Regions from separate parts of the Sus scrofa genome. Here region 2 is linked to region 1. Evidence: chromatin contacts called from public Hi-C data. All regions are on one chromosome and are shown on one strand. The core of a region is the stretch at or near the end of the contact, and the rest is flanking DNA. Distances in the headings are between cores, read along the strand shown. Region 1 holds the start of CDON (cell adhesion molecule-related/down-regulated by oncogenes). Region 2 has its middle 60 kb from the start of CDON.

Region 1 (2,729 bases), core at 119-2,618:
AATGACATTGTGAGGTTTGGGGGTGCCCACAATCAATGGGGGCCCCAAGAGTAGAACCTGGAAGGGTTGGAATAGGACAGCTGCCGTATAGGGCAGCTAGGATTCTTGCAGAGTGCCACAAAAAACCTGTAAGACTTCCATTCCATTCACACAAAAATCTCAATTTAGATAAATCTTCAATGTTTATACATCTTATTTGCTAATTGAAAAATCATTTAATACAGCTTAAGTTAATAACATCCAGACTCAGTTTAAATAAGTAAAAAATGGAACAATAGAAAACAAAGAAATAGAACTCTTTTTTTTATCCTCCTGTACTGTCCTTCTTAGGACCTTATGCTTTCCTAAAGACCCTGGATATAGCTAAAGCAAAACAATAAACTGTCTGAACACCACTATACTTTCAAAAATTTGCTTGTGAAATTCAAGAAAAAAGGTAAGGAAGACTGTCATGCTTCTTTGATGTTCAGTACTGAGTGTTTTTGAACTGTGAGTATCATTAGGGCTGTTTTTGTAGTTAAATAGTAAGTAATAATGACGATGGTAAAAAAAAAACCCAATACACATATATGTAATAATACATATTATTATTATATAGAAGTCACAGTCCTTGAATGTCCACGCAGTGGCAGGTGCTTTCTACCAAGTATCACATTTATGCTTCGCAACAACCTTTTAAACAGAAATTATTTTCCCCTTTTTTCTTTTTGAACAACTGAAGTTCAGTGGGATCAGATCACTTGGGGCACGTCCAAAGGACGAAGTGGTAAGACTCTGGGGCCAAAGGCCGTGCTGGTTGGACCAGGCGACACTGAGCTTCTGCTAGTCTCTGAGAAGTTTTGTTACCTGCCTGCACGTATGTGAATGCCGGGCGAGTGTGGTGGGGAATCAGACGAAGCTGTCTAAGAATCTAAACACAGAAAGTGGTAAAAACGCGAAGGAACCAAAAGGGGCGGGAAGTTGGAACTATAAAAGAGATACCAGGTAGGCACCAACAGAAGGGATGGACTAGCTGGCTCCTCAGACAACTTAGGTGGATGGGTGAGGGGCGGGGCCTAAGCGGGGAAACCCGGGAGCGTGTAGACCAGTAGTGGACCGGCCCGAAATGACGCCTCTCTCGGGGAAGCAAAGGTGAGGGGAAAGTGAGTGCAGCCATATGGAAAACTCTGGAAAATGCCAAGGCAGCTCATCTTCATTTTCCTAAATAAAGCAGAAACTATCCTCTCCTTTCCTGGGGGGGGGGGTCTCTTGTAGAGCAAGCAGGAGTGGGACTGGGAGGAGGGCCTGCACAGAGCGCCCCCCCGTCACGTTGGTACGGCCCATCCCCCCGCCGCTGATCTGGCAGGCTGCGCGCGCACCCTCCGGCCGGGCGCGGGCCGTCGGGGAGCTGCGGCCTCCGCGGCCGGGTTCCCTCCTCTCGCTCCTCGCGTGCTCCTCGCTGGCCCAGCGCCCGCCGGGTTACGCGCCCGCGCGCCTGGGCGGGGGAGGAGCGCGGCCGCGGGGGCGCGCCCCAGTGACTCCGCCCTCCCCCCTCTTCTCCTCAGCTTCCCTCCCCTGAATCCCGGGTGCCCGGCTCCCGCGGCTCCGTGTGAGGAGACCGGGATTCCGCGCCGCCTGCCCTCGCGTCCCCGCTCCGGCGTGCGAGGCGCCGCGCCCTCCCGGTGCCCTGCCTGGTGCATGGAGGGGCCCGTTCGGACAGCAGCCGCCGCCGTAGCCGCCGCCAGCGCGCGGGGGATGACCTGGGGGTGGCTCTCGGAGCCGGCTGCCGCGCAGGAGGTCTGGGGGCTTAACCAGCCCCGCTCAGAGGTGCGGGGGTGGGGGTCCCACCTAAGGGTCGGTGGGAGGGGTGGCCTGGGGACACCGGGCTTGGGAGCCACGAGGCTTGGGAGGTGGAGGTCAGAGAGTGGACGGGCCAGCATGCCCCGGAGGTCGTGGGGGTCCAGGCTGCCTGCGGGGTCTGGGGAGGGCAGCTGACGGATGCGCAGCGGGGAGCTCAGGCGTCCCCAGTCCTCGGGGACTCTGAGCCTCCTCGTGGGAGGAGGCGGGGTGAGGTGTCAGTGACACTGTTAAATCTCTTTGACAATGATCCGCTGGGGCAGGTGAGATGCAGCACAGCGGGGAGCTTGGGGCGCCAGCATGTTTTCCCAAGGGAGCGGGGTCCCTCGCCTCTCTCAACCTCCATCCCGCAGAGCGCCCTCCAGACACAGTGATTTATGGTTAGGGAGAATCAAGAGAAATTTCCTGCACAATGTATCTTTCTCTGCCTTCATAGACTCAGTGACTTCCCAGCCCCAGGGAGCGTATTTTTCCTTCTCCTCTGTAAAGCTTTCTGTGGATTGCATTATCATTTGCTAAATACACTGCAGCTCGCCATTTATTTCACTCCGCAGCTTCCAGACCTTTGTTGCATTCTCTCCACATCTAGGGATTTCTGTAATAAATCACTGAGGGGGATAGAGAGGCTCTCTCGCCCTTCCCTTCATTGTTCTCCCTAACCTCACCAAGTCAGGTGGAAGGCTCTCCAAAGGAGCCTTCTATAGAATGCCTGCCTTTCCCAGTCCGGACTCCAGAGGGTGGCAGGTGCCTTAAGGGCAGGCTGTTATCCAGTTGAGATCTAGAATTTAGGGAAGCTCATTAACAGAACCTCTGGGTCCTAATTCAGACACCTTGAGAAAGCAGAAGATTGGACTAAAAGGTAACATGAGATTTAGTCTCAGACCAATGGCCAG
Region 2 (2,995 bases), core at 335-2,834, 60 kb before region 1:
CTCCTCAAGGAATATACATGAGAATATCTTCGAGGAGTTCCCATCTTGGCGCATTGGAAACGAATCCGACTAGGAACCATGAGGTTGCGAGTTTGATACCTTCCCTTGCTGGGTTAAGGATCCGGCTTTGCCGTGAGCTGTGGTGTAGTTCACGGACACGGCTTGGATCCCGTGTTGCCATGTGCTGTGGTGGAGGCCGGTGGATGTAGCTCCAATTCGACCCCTAGCCTGGGAACCTCCATATGCTGCAGGTGTGTCCCTAAAGAGCAAAAAAAAAAAAAAAAAAAAAAAAGAATATCTTCAAGTTCTTCTGCAGAACTAAGATCCCAAGTCCTGGGGCCACTAAACACCAACTCTGAAGAAGAATAAAACCTTATATCTACTCTGATCCTTATCTGTGGCCTTCTATTCCCTAACTATAAAACCACCTCCTCTTCTCTCCCAACGGAGGGCACAGTCTTTAGGGCATTAGCCTGCTGTGGCCTCCTTTGCCTGGCAAAGCAGTCAAGACTATTTTTTTCTCCCTCGCTCAAATCTCTGTCCCCACGTTTCTATTCGGCACCAGTGGACAGAGGCCGAGTTTCAGCAACATTAGTACCATCCCTATTGGAAATTGACACCCACAGAGATAAGGTAGATTGTTCAAGATCACAAAGTAAGAGTCAGGATTTGAACCCAGGCTGCCTGACCCTCAAACTTTGCCCTTAATCTCTAATGGTGGGTTCCCCTTGTGGCTCAATGGGTTAAGAATCTGACCAATGGAGTTCCTGCTGTGGGACAACAAGTTTGGCAGTGTCTTGGGAGCACTGGGACACAGGTTCCATCCCCGGCAGGCACAGTTGGTTATGGATCCTGCATTGCTGTAGCTGCGGCATAGGTCGGGTCTGATCCCTGGCCCATGAACTCTATATGCCATGGGGTGGCCAAAAAAAAAAAAAAGAATCTGACTGCTATCCATGAAGATTCAGGTTTGACCCTCATTCAGTGGGTTAAGGATCCAGCATTGCCACAAGCTGTATCATTGGTTGCAGACAAGGCCCAGACCCTGAATTGCTGTGGCTGTGGTAGAGGCCAGCAGCTGCAGCTCTAATTTGACCCCTAGCCTGGGAACTTCCATGTGCCACACTTATGGCCCTAAAAAGGAAAAAAATTCTAATGCCAGTGGCTGGTTTGTTTGCTTTTCTTTTTTTCCCTTTTTTTCTGAGAGAAATTCAATAAATATGCCTGTTTCTCCTCTCTGGCTGGCACTTGGTAAGAGGAAGAGAGGAGGCTGAGTTTCCTCCTTCTCTAAGAAGGGCCCAGGATCTGGGTTCCTTCCCCACCTAGCACAGACCTCTGCTTTGCAGTGTTGTAGAAGTGGGCAGCTGGCAGGAGAGTTGCATTTTTTAAGCCCCAGGCTGCCTTCTTATCTCTGGGAGCCTTGATTTATGTTCCTCTATCTTATCTCAGTCCAGGGCCCCGGTGATGGATTTCACCTACGGCATTTGGAGGGTTGCTCCTTGCCAAGAGCACTCCCTTGTAGACAGATGGAGGAGACAGCTCTGGGCTCCCCGTGCTGGGATCCACCCTGCCTCCTGCCTCCCCCGGCTCAAGCAGAGACAGGAGGACGCTGTCTTTCAGACTGGAGAGGGTGAGATGGGACTTGATGGCTTAGGAGGGAGAAAACAGCCTTTCCCCAGATTTGGCCCAGGCTTGCCCTTACTTGAGTTAGGGGAATAGGAGAAAAATGAGTAATATCAATGCAGTAATTTTCGTCATCGTTGTTCGTCTGTCCTTCCAAATTTAATCATCACGATGTTGTTGAAACTCGGCCTCTTTCCGCAGAATAGAAATGCAGAGACAGAGTTTTGGGTTAAGGAGAAAAAGATAGCTTTATTGCTTTGCCGGGCAAATGAGGCCACAGCAGGCTAATGCCTTAAAGACTGCCTCCCTTGGGGGAGGTTAGGAGGTGATTTTATAATTTGGGGAGTAGAAAAATAGGGCCACAGATAAGGATCAGGGTAGAGGCAGGTTTGCATTGTCTTTCAAAGCTAGTGCTTAGTGGCCCCAGGACCGGTTCTGGAATGGGAAGGAAGAATGCTTCATCAAGTAGTTCTTCCATTTATTGGGGGTTTTAGTTCTGCAGAAAGGCTCAAAGATATCTTTATGTATTATTTCTTGAGGAGGACCCAGGACCCTGACCCAAGGCTGCACTATTGTCTCGTGACTGCTTCTCCCAGGTCTCTGCATCCCCTCCCTTCCCTGATTACCAACTGCCCTTTGGGACTCAGGGAAGGTCATGGAAGCTGAAACTTATTCCCTAAGAATAAGAAATGGAAGACACAGGAAGTCTTGTGTACCCAGGAGCCATACAGGGCCCTGCTCGTTACAACAGCTAAATAAAACAGCTTTTGTATTCCCCTTTTATAGATGAGGAAACTGAGGCTCAGTGGGGTGAGAGTCCCACAGACAGTAAGAGAAGAGTTGGGTGTCCAACATGTGTCTTATGACTTTATTTATTTTTTTGTCTTTTTAGGGCCACATTTGGGCATTTGGAAGTTCCCAGGCTGGAGTGTAACAGAGCTAATGCCCTGTGGGGCTCCTGGGCACACAAGCCTCTCTGTGTCCTCCATTGCGTGTTTTTAGGGAATAAGCCTCAGCCTCCATGACCTTCTGTGAGTTCCAAAGGGCAGTTGCTAATCAGGGAAGGGAGGGGATGCAGAGACCGGGGAGGAGCAGTGTAGCCTTGGGGCGGGGTCCTGGGTCCTCCTTAAGAAATATACATAACAATGCCTTTGATTTCTTCTGCAGAACTAAAACCCCCAATAAATGGAAGAACTACTTGATGAAGCATTCTTCCTGCCCATTTGGGGGAAGGAGGACCACCAGAACCAGTACTGGGGACACTAAATATCAGCTTTGAAAGACGATGCGAGCTTGCCTCTACCCTGATCCTTACCTATGGCTCTGATCTTTATTCCACTCCGAAATCTATAAAACCACCCCTTCCAAAGGG

The links. Hi-C and Micro-C count contacts between places; a contact is called where the count stands out from the background.
Region 2: a contact with region 1 is called in a Hi-C map of omental adipose tissue, with 2.1 times the contacts expected there. The contact joins the enhancer-like site here to the promoter of CDON in region 1. A contact is called at or near these places in 3 of 5 promoter capture datasets (fetal liver, fetal skeletal muscle and liver), 7 of 47 Hi-C or Micro-C datasets (adipocytes, embryonic fibroblasts, fetal heart ventricle and 4 more) and 1 of 2 datasets of contacts at active chromatin or transcription factors (skeletal muscle).

What each region holds. Positions count from the first base shown.
Region 1 is chr9:53,177,520-53,180,248 of Sscrofa11.1, reverse strand. CDON (cell adhesion molecule-related/down-regulated by oncogenes) reads left to right here and starts at 1,368. Exons shown (of 20, transcript XM_021063103.1): 1 at 1,368-1,806.
Region 2 is chr9:53,237,615-53,240,609 of Sscrofa11.1, reverse strand. No RefSeq gene overlaps it. Among named protein-coding and RNA genes, the nearest start is that of CDON, 60 kb to the right of the region's middle. Within about 2 kb of position 1,584, at least 9 of the 83 cell types and tissues checked have an H3K27ac peak or open chromatin away from gene starts, as enhancers often do. A contact at or near this core is called in omental adipose tissue, where this site is marked.